Linked DNA regions of Mus musculus: region 1 is linked to region 2. The links are chromatin contacts, called in public HiChIP or PLAC-seq maps. All regions are on one chromosome and are shown on one strand. Each heading gives the region's core, a stretch centred on a gene start, on an enhancer-like site or on the middle of the called end of the contact. The rest is flanking DNA. Distances are from core to core; before and after follow the strand shown.

Evidence for each region. HiChIP or PLAC-seq counts read pairs in DNA pulled down with a chosen protein or histone mark.
Region 1: a contact with region 2 is called in an H3K4me3 HiChIP or PLAC-seq map of bone marrow-derived macrophages, with 11 times the contacts expected there. The contact joins two enhancer-like sites. A contact is called at or near these places in 2 of 39 promoter capture datasets (hippocampal neurons and pre-B cells), 1 of 484 Hi-C or Micro-C datasets (CD8 T cells) and 11 of 115 datasets of contacts at active chromatin or transcription factors (bone marrow-derived macrophages, differentiating embryonic stem cells, embryonic stem cells and 6 more).

What each region holds. Positions count from the first base shown.
Region 1 is chr10:93,048,390-93,054,467 of GRCm38.p6, forward strand. The region is part of intron 5 of Cfap54 (cilia and flagella associated protein 54); the gene reads right to left. Among named protein-coding and RNA genes, the nearest start is that of Gm40739, 23 kb to the right of the region's middle. Within about 2 kb of position 1,287, at least 14 of the 459 cell types and tissues checked have an H3K27ac peak or open chromatin away from gene starts, as enhancers often do. A contact at or near this core is called in CD8 T cells and bone marrow-derived macrophages, where this site is marked.
Region 2 is chr10:91,185,983-91,191,746 of GRCm38.p6, forward strand. No RefSeq gene overlaps it. Among named protein-coding and RNA genes, the nearest start is that of n-TDgtc16, 6.7 kb to the left of the region's middle. Within about 2 kb of position 2,114, at least 212 of the 459 cell types and tissues checked have an H3K27ac peak or open chromatin away from gene starts, as enhancers often do. A contact at or near this core is called in CD8 T cells and bone marrow-derived macrophages, where this site is marked.

The DNA.
Region 1 (6,078 bases), core at 37-2,536, 1.9 Mb after region 2:
GCCCCCTGAATTTTTGTTTTTAATTTAAGTTGAGAGAGCCCCAAATCTCAGAGTAGCTGTTATAGAGCCTTTATTGTTCTAGAATAGTTCCTTAAGAGGCCTATGAGCTGAGCTCATTTTCAGCAATATTCTTCAAGTGTAAGCTCTGGTCTAGGAACAACTCAAAGTTGCTAGCTGGTCTGTGGAAGCGAGCGCTGTGTTGTTTTTGGTTTAGGAGGACCAGGAAAATGGAAAAGGCTGGAACAGTCAGACTGAAATAAATTTAGGCTGCATTCACATCTCAGTGTCTCTCCAGACCTCAATCGTCTCATCTGTACAATGGGTACTTTAATACAGCCCAGCCATGCTGCTCTGGAGCAAGAACCAGTGTGAATGATGGGCTGGGGTAGTGTTCAATACTCTGTTAAGTACTTGTCATAGTCAGGGCTCCTATTGCTAGGATCAGACACCATGACCTAAAGTGAGTTGGGGAAGAAAGGGTTTCTTTGGCTTACCCTTCCACACTGTAGTCCATCACTGAAAGAAGTCAACTCAAGCAGGCCAGGAACCCGGAGGCAGGAGCTGATGCAGAGGTCACGGAGAGGTGCTGCTTACTAGCTTGCTCTCCACAACTTGATCAGCCTGCTTTCTTATAGAACCCTGGACCACTAGCCCAGGGTGGCCCTATCCACAATGTCTGCACCACCCCCGCCCCCGTATCAATCGCTAATTAAGAAAATGCCTTAGAGGCTTGCCTACAGCCCAGTCCTATGGAGACTTTTTCTCAATTGAGATTTCCTCCTCGCCTTCGACTCTAGCCTGTGTCAAGGTGACATAAAACTACTCGGCAGAATGCTCCGGAAATGGCAACAGCAGAGCCCAGCATAGGAAAGCTGACCAGAGTCCTGGATCCTCAAGTCACGACAACTTTGGACAGCAGAGCAAAACGTCTCTGCCCGTGAGAAAATGTGGCTTCAATAACTAAAGAATAATTTCTTCAGTGGATCAATGACCAGCCTTGAAAGGGGACTGCATCCAAAAGGCCCCATGGCTTTGTGGATGGAGCAAACCCATCAGGTTCATGTGGTGTTTAATAGTGAAAACTGAGAAAGACAGAAGTAACAGTCAGGCCCGGCTGCTGGCTGTGGAGGCTCAGAAGAGGAAAGAGCAGAATTTTCCCCTGTCTAGTTAGTTTCTATTCCAGAGGAAAAGAAACTACTGGATGTAGATGAGGATTTAACAGCAGTGTGCAAATCTGCTCTACCATCCACGGGCAGGAACTTAAGCTCCTTCCACTAGACTGGGGAGCCTGTGAGTCATCCTCATATCGTAACCATATTGTAATCATATGGTAACCTCATATCACCTGGCAAGTAGTGGGCACACGGAAAATGCTTGTTGACTAGCAAACAGACCTTCACTAAAGGGGTAGCTCACCAAGCTGGCTATGGAAATACTTCAGGCGATCATTGAAGTGGTAGGGCTCGAGGCTCCCCTAACTTTCTTCCCACGGACACCACCAGCACCAGACATCCCTACCAAGAGTTCCTATCCCGGTAACAAGAAACCATGGCAGCATAGGGCGATTTTTAACACGAGAAAATGACAACTTCATAATCTAAACTAAAATCCACCTAAATAGGCTTCCGGCGCGCAGTCCTAGCTAGGTCTTCTGGGAAAGTGCCAAGCAATGCACAACTCACTTCCAAACACAGGCGTCCAAGGACCTGAAAATACCCAAGCAGCCTGTGCTCCCCGCTAGATCTGTCTCCGAGATAAATTTTCCGGGTCCCTGTAGAACTCTTCCAACTTCATCTCCCTCATCCAGCACGGCTAGTGTTCAGAGGCTTTTCTCTAGGGTGTCTGGGTGGCCACAGTGAGGAGATTCAGGCCCAGTTCTGAAGACAGGCCACTGCCAAGTCAGTGGGGCCGTGGTGGTACCTTCTGCCACTGCGGCCCAGGTTGTTGGTTTACCTTGCCAGCATCAGCAGAACCTCCTATTCCCTCGCACCCACTGCCCCACAACAACCCTGTTTCGGGATCATCGTGGTTCAGAGGCTATGGTGTAAAAGTCTGTGTAAATACCCTCTTCAAATCAACAGGCCTTTGCAAAAATCCCTCAAAGCTTCCGCAGCAAGAAAGAAAAATCGCGTTTCAAACTAAAGTCAGCTTCTCTTCATCGTTACACTGGGGTTTGAGAGAGAGAGAGAGAGAGAGAGAGAGAGAGAGAGAGAGAGAGAGAGAGAGAGAGAGAGAGAGAGAGAGCCCTGAGAGTATATTGCCATTGCCAGAAGGGACCTTAAGTTAAATCTAACCTAATCTGACTCAGAGTCTGAACTGTTTCTGAAAGAGGTGAACTGGGGCTGGAATTCAAGTCTTTGAACTGCTAAGTGCAGCATTCTTTCCACCACTCAGCGAAGCTTTGACAAAGGAGAGGAGTGTGCCAAAACCCACCGGAAAACCTGCTTTCAAGTCTGGAGATGAAAAGCCACTGGGGGGAGAAGCGGGGGGCAAGTAACATTTTTTTCTCTAACCCTAAAGGCAAGAAATAATTATTTTTATTAATAAAGTAGATGTACTAAAACAGGACAATTTTCTTCACAGGAAAATCAAACTTCAAAGAGCTAAAAATCTAGATGGATCTAAAATCATGGACCTCACAAAAGCTTGCTTCAGGTGTCAGCAGGGGGGAAAAAAAACAATAAACTAACTCGGCCACAGGGTGGCAGTGTAGCCTCGTGTATCACAGGTTCATGTCAGGAGCCATTTCAAGGTTGACTTGAGATTTAAGTAATAATACGGGAGTGGCTTAACGGCTGTGTGAGCCAAATACTTCACCAGAAAGCAAAGCATAAGTCCATACTGTTGCTAGTGTCTTCTTTAACGTTTGTTGAGTCCCAGACTGCCCCTTACGATGCCTCAGAAGATCCAAAGCAAAGGTGTCTCTTGATTGTTAGCGGGAGTACTGCTTAGGCATGTACTGGTGAGTGCTTTAGTGGCTTCTGTCTGAAGAAAAGCCCTTCATCAGTCTTGGTCTTTGGGATTTTAGAGAAAAAAAAAAAAAGATCTGTCCCTCCACACGGTTCCTCCATTGGAGTAGGTAAACCAGAATAAGACAGGCAAGCCAGGAGCCGATTTAGTGACTGGATAGGCATTGCTCTTTAGTTGTGTGGTGGTTCTTGTGACTGTGGCCTCAGAACGCTGCAATCTACACCGGTAATTGTGAGCAAGCTCGGTTTTCTTAGCCTCTGCATCCTCAGCTGAAAGTTTAGTGAAAACGGTGTCCTTGTTAAAGTGTTGGTATGAGGATCAAGTGAGAAGATTCATGAAAGTACTTAGCAGAATACATGGGATGTGGGTGAACTATGGTCCATATGGTGGTGGTGGTAGTGATGGTTGTGAGAAGAAGGGGGAGGAGGAGGAGGAAAGAGGAGAAGTGAGGAGGAGGAGGAGTGAGGAGGAGGAGTGAGGAGGAGGAGGAATGAGGAGGAGGAGGAGGAGTGAGGAGGAGGAGTGAGGAGGAGGAGAAGTGAGGAGGAGGAGGAGTGAGGAGGAGGAGGAATGAGGAGGAGGAGGAGTGAGGAGGAGGAGTGAGGAGGAGGAGAAGTGAGGAGGAGGAGGAGTGAGGAGGAGGAGTGAGGAGGAGGAGGAGTGAGGAGGAGGAGGAGTGAGGAGGAGGAGTGAGGAGGAGGAATGAGGAGGAGGAGGAGTGAGGAGGAGTAGGGGGTAGGAGGAGGAGTGAGGAGGAGGAGGAGTGAGGAGGAGGAGTGAGGAGGAGGAGGAGGAGGAGGATATCACTGCCTGGTAGTAGTAGTACTGATGATCTCTACCTCAAAAGACTATAGTGAGGATTGCTATGCATGCCAAACCCTTCCACAATACTCAGAATGTTGCAGGGTTTGCAGCAATAATGAGGGGCAGCCATAATGCCTGGTTTCTACATTACTAGAAGATTAAGTCAGCCAAGAATGACACCGAGAGTACTGGGTAACTAGTACTATTTCTGTCTCATGCAGTTACAGACTTGAACTCAGGGACTGGAAAAATGGTAAAGTGTCATGCAAGCACAATGACCTGAGCTCACTCCTCAGCACCCATCAAAGAGCCAGGCACGGTGGTATGTGTCTTTAAGTCCTGTACTGGGAGGAGAGAGAAACAGACTGGAGGTTCTGATGATACGGGCAAGGTAAACCAACAACCTTGGCCTCGGTGGCAGAAAGCACCACCAAGGTGACACAGGGCTGACTTGGCAGTGATATGTCTTCACAACTGGACCTGAATCACCCCCACGCCCAGAACCAAATGGTGCAAGTTCTGTGAGAGAGAGAGTTCCTGTCTCAAAAACCAAAATGAAGATCAACTGTGGATGGTACCTGACATCAACTTCTGGCCTATAAACATTCATACATGTGTACACGCCCACAGAGATGCACACACATTCATATATGTATAGACACACACATTCATCTGTGGTAATCACACACACAGACACATTCACACATGTGTATACATACCCGTACTAAATGAATAAAAATATTTTTTTAAAAAACAGGCAAGCTTTATCAAGTCAAAGTTCCCTAGAGCTGGTAGGTAGGCTTCCTGTGTGGTGGGGTCTCCAGGGCTTATGTCCATTAAGTGGAGTTACCCATGTGTAGCCTCAGATAAGCTATGTGAAGATACTGTGTGGAGACTTGGGAATTTCTGGGTGGAAAAAAGTCTTAATTCCCTTGAAGCTTGCCACAGGGAACAAATGAGTAGCGCCTAATAAATGAGTAGATCCTTAGGTGACAGCTGTAGAACCCCTAAATCCTTGCAGGCGGCATTGCCCCAAACCCCTTCCCACAGGCTGGGGGCTACTCAACTATCCTCTTCTACCATGTACTTTGTCAGAGACAAACTCAAGTCCCATGAGGCTGGGAGAAGAGATGTTTGGTATGGATTATAAATGAATTATTTTAAGAGGACTATCACATTGATTTAAAATCCTCTTGATATTAACAACGGCCAACACTAACAACCAATTGCTAATACAGACAGATGTGCCCTTCAAAGCTCTTGACATGCAAACTCTAGAGCAGACCAAGCCATGGCAGCTCTGTGGAGCGGTATTTGTTAACACAGCAACTGTGAAATCTTTTTTAGGATCTCAACAGCAACTAAAGGCAGCATGGGCGGCAGAATCTACAGAGCAGCTTATTATTATATGTGGGACAGCCTCACTTCTGTTTAATTTGTACTCAAAACGCTGGCCCAGAATTTGTTCAAGTTATTATTAGTAATAGTCTTTGTTTTTATTTTTTTTTTCATTTGAGGAACCAAACAGAAAGCAAACATACAATAAATGTTATCCACAAAGCATGCAAATATCATGCCTTCTATTTTTATTTTTAAGTGTCGTTAGCACTAAGATACATGCCTAATTCTGATGAAATATAAAAAGCATTGTTTCTCCAAAGCATTTGACCACTCAGGGAAAGACTCATAAGGACACAATGTCTCCCATGCCAACAGCAATTCCAGCAGGTCTCCGTGAGAGTATAGTTGCCCTTCCTGGCCTATGTTCCAATGCCTGGAAAATGAATGCAGGGAATAAACATGTCTTCTGACAACAAACATGCCATGACAGTGGCTTCCTCGTGCTAAAGCGGCTCAGTGAGTCCCAGGAAGGGAGGATCGTGTAAGTTGGAGTCTCTGGGCCTAGCAGATGGCTGAGCCAACAGAGTGCCTGCCTTGGAAGCATGACAACCTGAGTCTGGGCCCCAGAACCCACGGGAAGGGCCAGCCCTGGTGGTGCGTGCTTCATATCTTTTTTTTTCAGGTTCTTTTTTTTTTTTTCCATTTTTTATTAGGTATTTAACTCATTTACATTTCCAATGCTATACCAAAAGTCCCCCATATCCACCCACCCCCACTCCCCTGCCCACCCACTCCCACTCCCCCTTTTTGGCCCTGGTGTTCCCCTGTACTGGGGCATATAAAGTTTGCAAGTCCAATGGGCCTCTCTTTCCAGTGATGGCCGACTAGGCCATCTTTTGATATATATGCAGCTAGAGTCAAGAGCTCCGGGGTACTGGTTAGCTCATAATGTTGTTCCACCTA
Region 2 (5,764 bases), core at 864-3,363:
AAGCTGATCAAGGTAAATTTTCAACTGGGAATCCCTCTTCCCAGATAACTCTAGATTTGTGTTAGGTTGACAGTAAAAACTAACATCGCAATATAACATGATGGTTTATATATTTATCTTTTTTTTTTGTATAGTATAGAATAGAGTTTATTCAGGACATGGGGATGGGGAGTTAAGAGGGTAGGGGCCTGGGTTCTATTCACAGAGCCTACACAGTGGCTCATAACTGTCTGTAACTCTAGTTCTGGGGATCTGATCGTTTCTTGTCTTGTGTCCAGTCTTAAGGCAAAGCCAACCCAAACCTGATGCCCACCCTGACCTAAATCAAGCAATCAATCAATCAGTCAAATCAATCACTCTACCCTCTACTACCACACTCTGGGGACTCATGCTCTCTCCCCTGACAGATTGGGGTGGTAGTGGTGGTGTCAGTTTTCAAGTTGTTGGGAAATACAAATTCATTTTGGGTATGTGGAGGTGGGATAGAATAACTTCTACTTTGCACTTTGTTTATTTTATTTTTTATTTTTTTGTTTTTCGAGACAGGGTTTCTCTGTGTAGCTCTGGCTGTCCTGGGACTCACTCTGTAGACCAGGCTGGCCTCAAACTCAGAAATCCGCCTGCTTCTGCCTCCCAAATGCTAGGATTAAAGGCGCACGCCCGGTGCTCTTTGTTTCTTTTAAAAGCAAAGCAAAAGTAGGAAAAAACAAAACCAACCAAGTAAGCAAGCAAGCAATAACAAAAGGGTCTAAGGAAAAAAAAAAAAGCTGTCTGTAGCATTTTTGAGATTTTGTTCTCTTTTATCAGCAAAGTGTTGTCAGAAGAGTTTACCCATGATCAGCCTGGTGTGGTGGCTCACATCTTTAATCCCAGCATCTCAGAGGCTGAGGCAGGAGACTCGTCTGAGTTTTCAGGACGCCTTGGCTACAAAAGGAGAGTCCATCAGACAAAGATAAACAACCAAGCAAAATCCCATAAAGTAGTCAGAAAATACCACGCAGCTTTACTCTTTATGCATTTATAAATACCGAGAGAAGTTGAAAGGGAAGAAAGTAATCTGTTAGAATGTGCGGATCTGGAAGGCGGGTGGTGGTGCGCACCTTTAGCTGCTTGTACATTGAAAATTCTAGGTCAGACAGGGCTACACAGAGAAACGCTGTCTCAAAGCGGGTGAAGGGGCGGGAAAGAAAAGAAAAAGACGAATAATGTTGAATTAAAAAAAGAAAAAAAGAAGGGGGAGGGGGCGGGGAAGACATGACTACTTCCAAGTATGGCTGTGGAGGTAGGTTTATTGTAGGTAGGAGAGAGAGCACTGCCGGAGGTATCTGAAAGTGTCTGGACTGAATTGGGTCAGCAGAGTGGACCGCATTATGAGACGCATGAGAAGGGAGAAGAACGAGAGAGGGAGTGAAAGAGAGGAGAGAGACAGAGCAGGAGAGAGTACCAGGAGCCAAGAGAGCCAAGTATACCAAGAGGGCACGAAAATGTCTTGAGTTATATAGGGAAGAGGAGCTAGCAGAAGGGAAGCAAGCGAAGCTCAGGTGCTGGAGGGGTTTTAGGGTCCGGGATAGGGGTGAGAAATGCTGAGAAGAGCAAGGCCAGGCCTCTGCAACAGGTAGCAAAGATGCTGAGAGATACTGGGAAGAACCAGGCGGCCAGCATCCGCTTTGATATGTTAATAGGCACCTCAGCCGTTTGTCCAGGGTTTCTTTGAGATCTTATTTAAAAAAAAAAGTGCGATCTGTATTTCCGAATTTTCTACTAGATACCTGTTATTATCCTGAGCTGAAGAGTTTAAGGTTACTAATATGAGGCAAAACAAACAGCTCAGGTGTCCTTCCTTAGCTCTCTGGTTTTGTTTTGTTTTTTTCCTACTGTGATTCTTTGATTCTTGTTTCCTCATTATTGCGCAGCTTAAGCTGTTTTTCTAGCCCCCAGCCTGGCAAAGAAGGGGCAAAGGCGAGTGAGGAATTGAATCCAACCCTGGGCGGGTGGCTTTTCCCGGTGTCCCTTTGTCTCAAAGCCGAGTGTTCCCGGTCTTTTGTTCTCCGCAGCCAGCAGGATTTGAGATTTAAAGAAAAACAAGAGCCGAGTCTCCTTGCGCCCTCTGGTGTCCCAACGAAGTATAACCAGATAAAATCCACAAATATCGCGGCCATTTCACACAACCGAGATGCCCAAGGAGAGGAGAACGTCAGGAATCTTGGATGAATCACATACCAACAGAATTTAGAAGTGTGGATACGGATTAAAATGAACAGCAGCAGCAGCAACAACAACAACAGTAACAACAAAAACAACAGTGCCTGTGATGCAGATATTTAGGAGAACTGTAGAAGCTGGGATGTGCCAAGCAGCTCTGGGTTTGATTTCCACTAATGTTAAACACAAAACAAAACCTACCAGTAAACAGCACAGTTCTCAAAGCATTTGGCAAAGGATTATGGGTACTAGAACCAAGAAAGTCTAGAAAATCCAACGTAAATCACTCTTTTACCAATTCTTTTTTCTCTATTTATTTGCTTTTTTGTTTTTCCCAGACAGGGTTTCTCTGTGTAACCTGGTTCTCTTGTAGCCCTGGCTGTCCCAGAACTCTCTCTGTAGACCAGGTTAGCAAGATCCTCCTGCCTGTGCCTCCCGAGTGTAAAGATTAGAGTCGCGAACCACTATCCTCACTGCAACCTGTTTTTAAAAGCCAGCAACATTTCTGAGCTGTGCATTTGGAGTAGGAATAGAAGCAGGATTTTTTTTTTCTCTTGACTTTTGTTTGTTTAAATTTTCCTTGAGGGTGAGGGTAGGGGTAGGGGTAGAGTATATATATAGAGAGCTTAGTGGTTAAGAGCACTGACTACTCTTCTAGAAGGTCCAGGTTCAATCCCTGTGTCCACGTGGTGGCAGACAACTGTCTGTACTCCAGTTCTAACAGACATACACACTGGCCCAAACCAGGCAACATATTGAAAAGGTCAGCTTAGGAACTTTGGGAAGGTCATGAAACACTTGCCCCCCTGGAACCGAGAGGCTAATTAACATTCCTCAGACCACAGGGTGGGAACTGAACTTCGGGTGAGGACACATTCGGCAGGACTGACTGTTGCCCACTTTCAGACTAGGGAAGTCCTTTTCACCTCATTCTCTAAAGACCAATCAGTTTAAAGGGTGCACTGTCCCACCAATCATATTGTGCCTAGTTGCTGATGCTCTATTCTACCCTTGGAAATCATAGAAAACCTCACCTGTTGCTGGGGCACCTCTCCTTCCGGTCTGGGATGACCCCAGTGCACTGGAACAATAAATTCCTCTTGCTTTTTGAATCGATCCTGGCTCCACATGGTTCACTGAGGGGTGCCGGGTAAGCTAAGTTTCCCCAGAGTCTTACATTATCAGATAAAAGTAAATACATCTAAAAAGCTTTTTAAAGTTTGGCTGTCCTGAAACTTGCTCTCTAGACCGGGCCAGTGTCGAATTCACAGAGATCTGCCTGCATCTGCCTCCTGAGTGCTGGGATCAAAGAGTACTGAGTGCTGGGATCACTCCTGGCTGGTAAGGTTTTGCTTTAAATGTTTGGTAGGTAAGACTATAGTAATTAAGTGGCACCGTAGTTGTCTTTGGATAAGCAACACAACACAGACATAATGAAACTAAAAAAGTACCCAAAAGGTACATAGATAAAACTTTTCTCTGCGGTTCTCTCTCGGCTGACGTCAGGGTTGGCTTGGCAGTTCACCAAGGTCTTCAGAAGATTATAGTTTGTCTTAGTTTGCTTCTTTGTGGCTGTGATAAAACGCCTTGACCAAAAGCAACTTGGGAAGTTAAGAGTTTATTTGGCTTAGAAATTATGGTCTGTTCATGGCAGGAATCGGAAGGAAGGAGCTGATGCAGGGGCCATGGAGGGGTTCTGCTTACTGGCTTGCTCAGCTTGCTTTCTTATGAAACCGAAGACCTCCTACCCAGGAGTGGTACCACCTACAATGGGGGCCGTTTCCATATCAATCATTCATCAAATAAATGCCCCATAGAGGTGCCACAGGCCAGTTGGTGACGGCAATTCTGTTCTTGCAGTTAACTCAGGTTTGTGGGATACCAACCAGAACTAACCAGGAGGCTGCTTCTTATTCTTCTGGCTCTTCTTTTGACCTTTTTTCAAGACAGGGTTTCTCTGTGTAGCCCTGGCTGTCCTGGAACTCACTTTGTAGACCAGGCTGGCCTCGAACTCAGAAATCCGCCTGCCTCTGCCTCCCGAGTGCTGGGATTGCATGTGCCACCATGCCCCAATCTTCTTTTGACCTTTAACCCATCAATGTCTCCTTTTTACAAATGTCATTTTGTGGTCACAATATAATTTCTGCGGGCAATGAAGACACGTTTTCAAGGTTGGCACTTGAGTGGAAAGCCAGCCCCAGCAAACTTTCCAAATTCACCCATTTAGCAGCAAGGAGGCTTATCCAGAGTCTGGCAGGTTTCTCCTTGTTTGGTCAGCCTGTTACTGGGGAAAATGAAGCAAAAACCAAGCTTTACATTAGATATCCCAAGTATCAGATATTTACATTATGACTTATAACAGTAGCAAAATTACAGTTATGAAGTAGCAACAAAATAATTTTACGGTTGGTGGTCACCACAACATGAACTGTATCAAAGGGTCACAATATTAGGGAGGTTGAGAACCCCTGATGTGGAGCTCTGTGTTATTTTTAAGTATAGTATAATTCACTTTTTCCTTTGAGTAATGAAAATAATTTAATCATTTTATGTGTGTAGTGGGGGGCTATACCCAGAGACGTAAACACTGTGTAACTATCTCAAAGTCACCCAAGCTTTATGAAGGATACTGTTCACATCCTTACTCTTTTTCAAAAGATTTAGATCTATTTAGTAACTTTGTTGCAACTTGTTTCATTTTTTTTAATAGTTGCATTTATTTTTTTTTCTCTTATTGGAAATAGATTATTCTCTCACATATTATATCCTGATTATGGCTCCCCCTTCCTGGTTCCTCCCCACCTGTCCTCCAATCCAGATCGACCTTTTCTGTCTCTCCGTAGAAAACAACCAGGCTCTTGGGAGGCAGAGGCAGGCAGATCTCTGTGAGTTCGAGGCCAGCCTGGTTTGCAGAGCAGGACTCAGAGAGACTTCCAGGACTACACAGGGAGACCCTGTCTTGAAAAATCGTAAACAAACAAACAAACAAACAAACAAAACACGAAAAAAACCAAACAGGTTTCTAAGGGATATTAAAATAAAATATATTAAGGTAAAACAGACTAGGACGGAAACAGACAAACAAAACGGAAGGAAAACAGCCCAGGAAAAGGCACAAGAAACAGATTTAGACGCAGGGAGCCACTGATTCCCACATTCAGGAATCGCATAAAAACACCAAACTAGAAGCCGTAATACATACATGAAGGACCCGCTTCTCTGGCCAGAATGCAACCTTCCTCTTTTTAAAAAGAGGTTAAGCATAGTTTTGTGTTTATCTGTAGGGTGAATTTTCTCCGGAGCAAGTTCAGGCACGGGGTTCCCTTCCAGGGTTCCCTGGCAGCGTAGTGGTTTTAGAATGGAAGGCCTTGTTTATAACAGCAGTGGAGATGGGGCTGACGTGGTAGTTGTTTTAGGACTATGAAGGAGAACTCGTATTTTCTAGTCTGTACTAATCCGAGTTAATGCTGTGTCGCTCGTTCTCGTTAAAGTAGCATTCACTCAGTTCCTTCTCAGAAGCCTCAGTCCAGAGGAAAAAAAATTATCTTGTCATTTATTATTT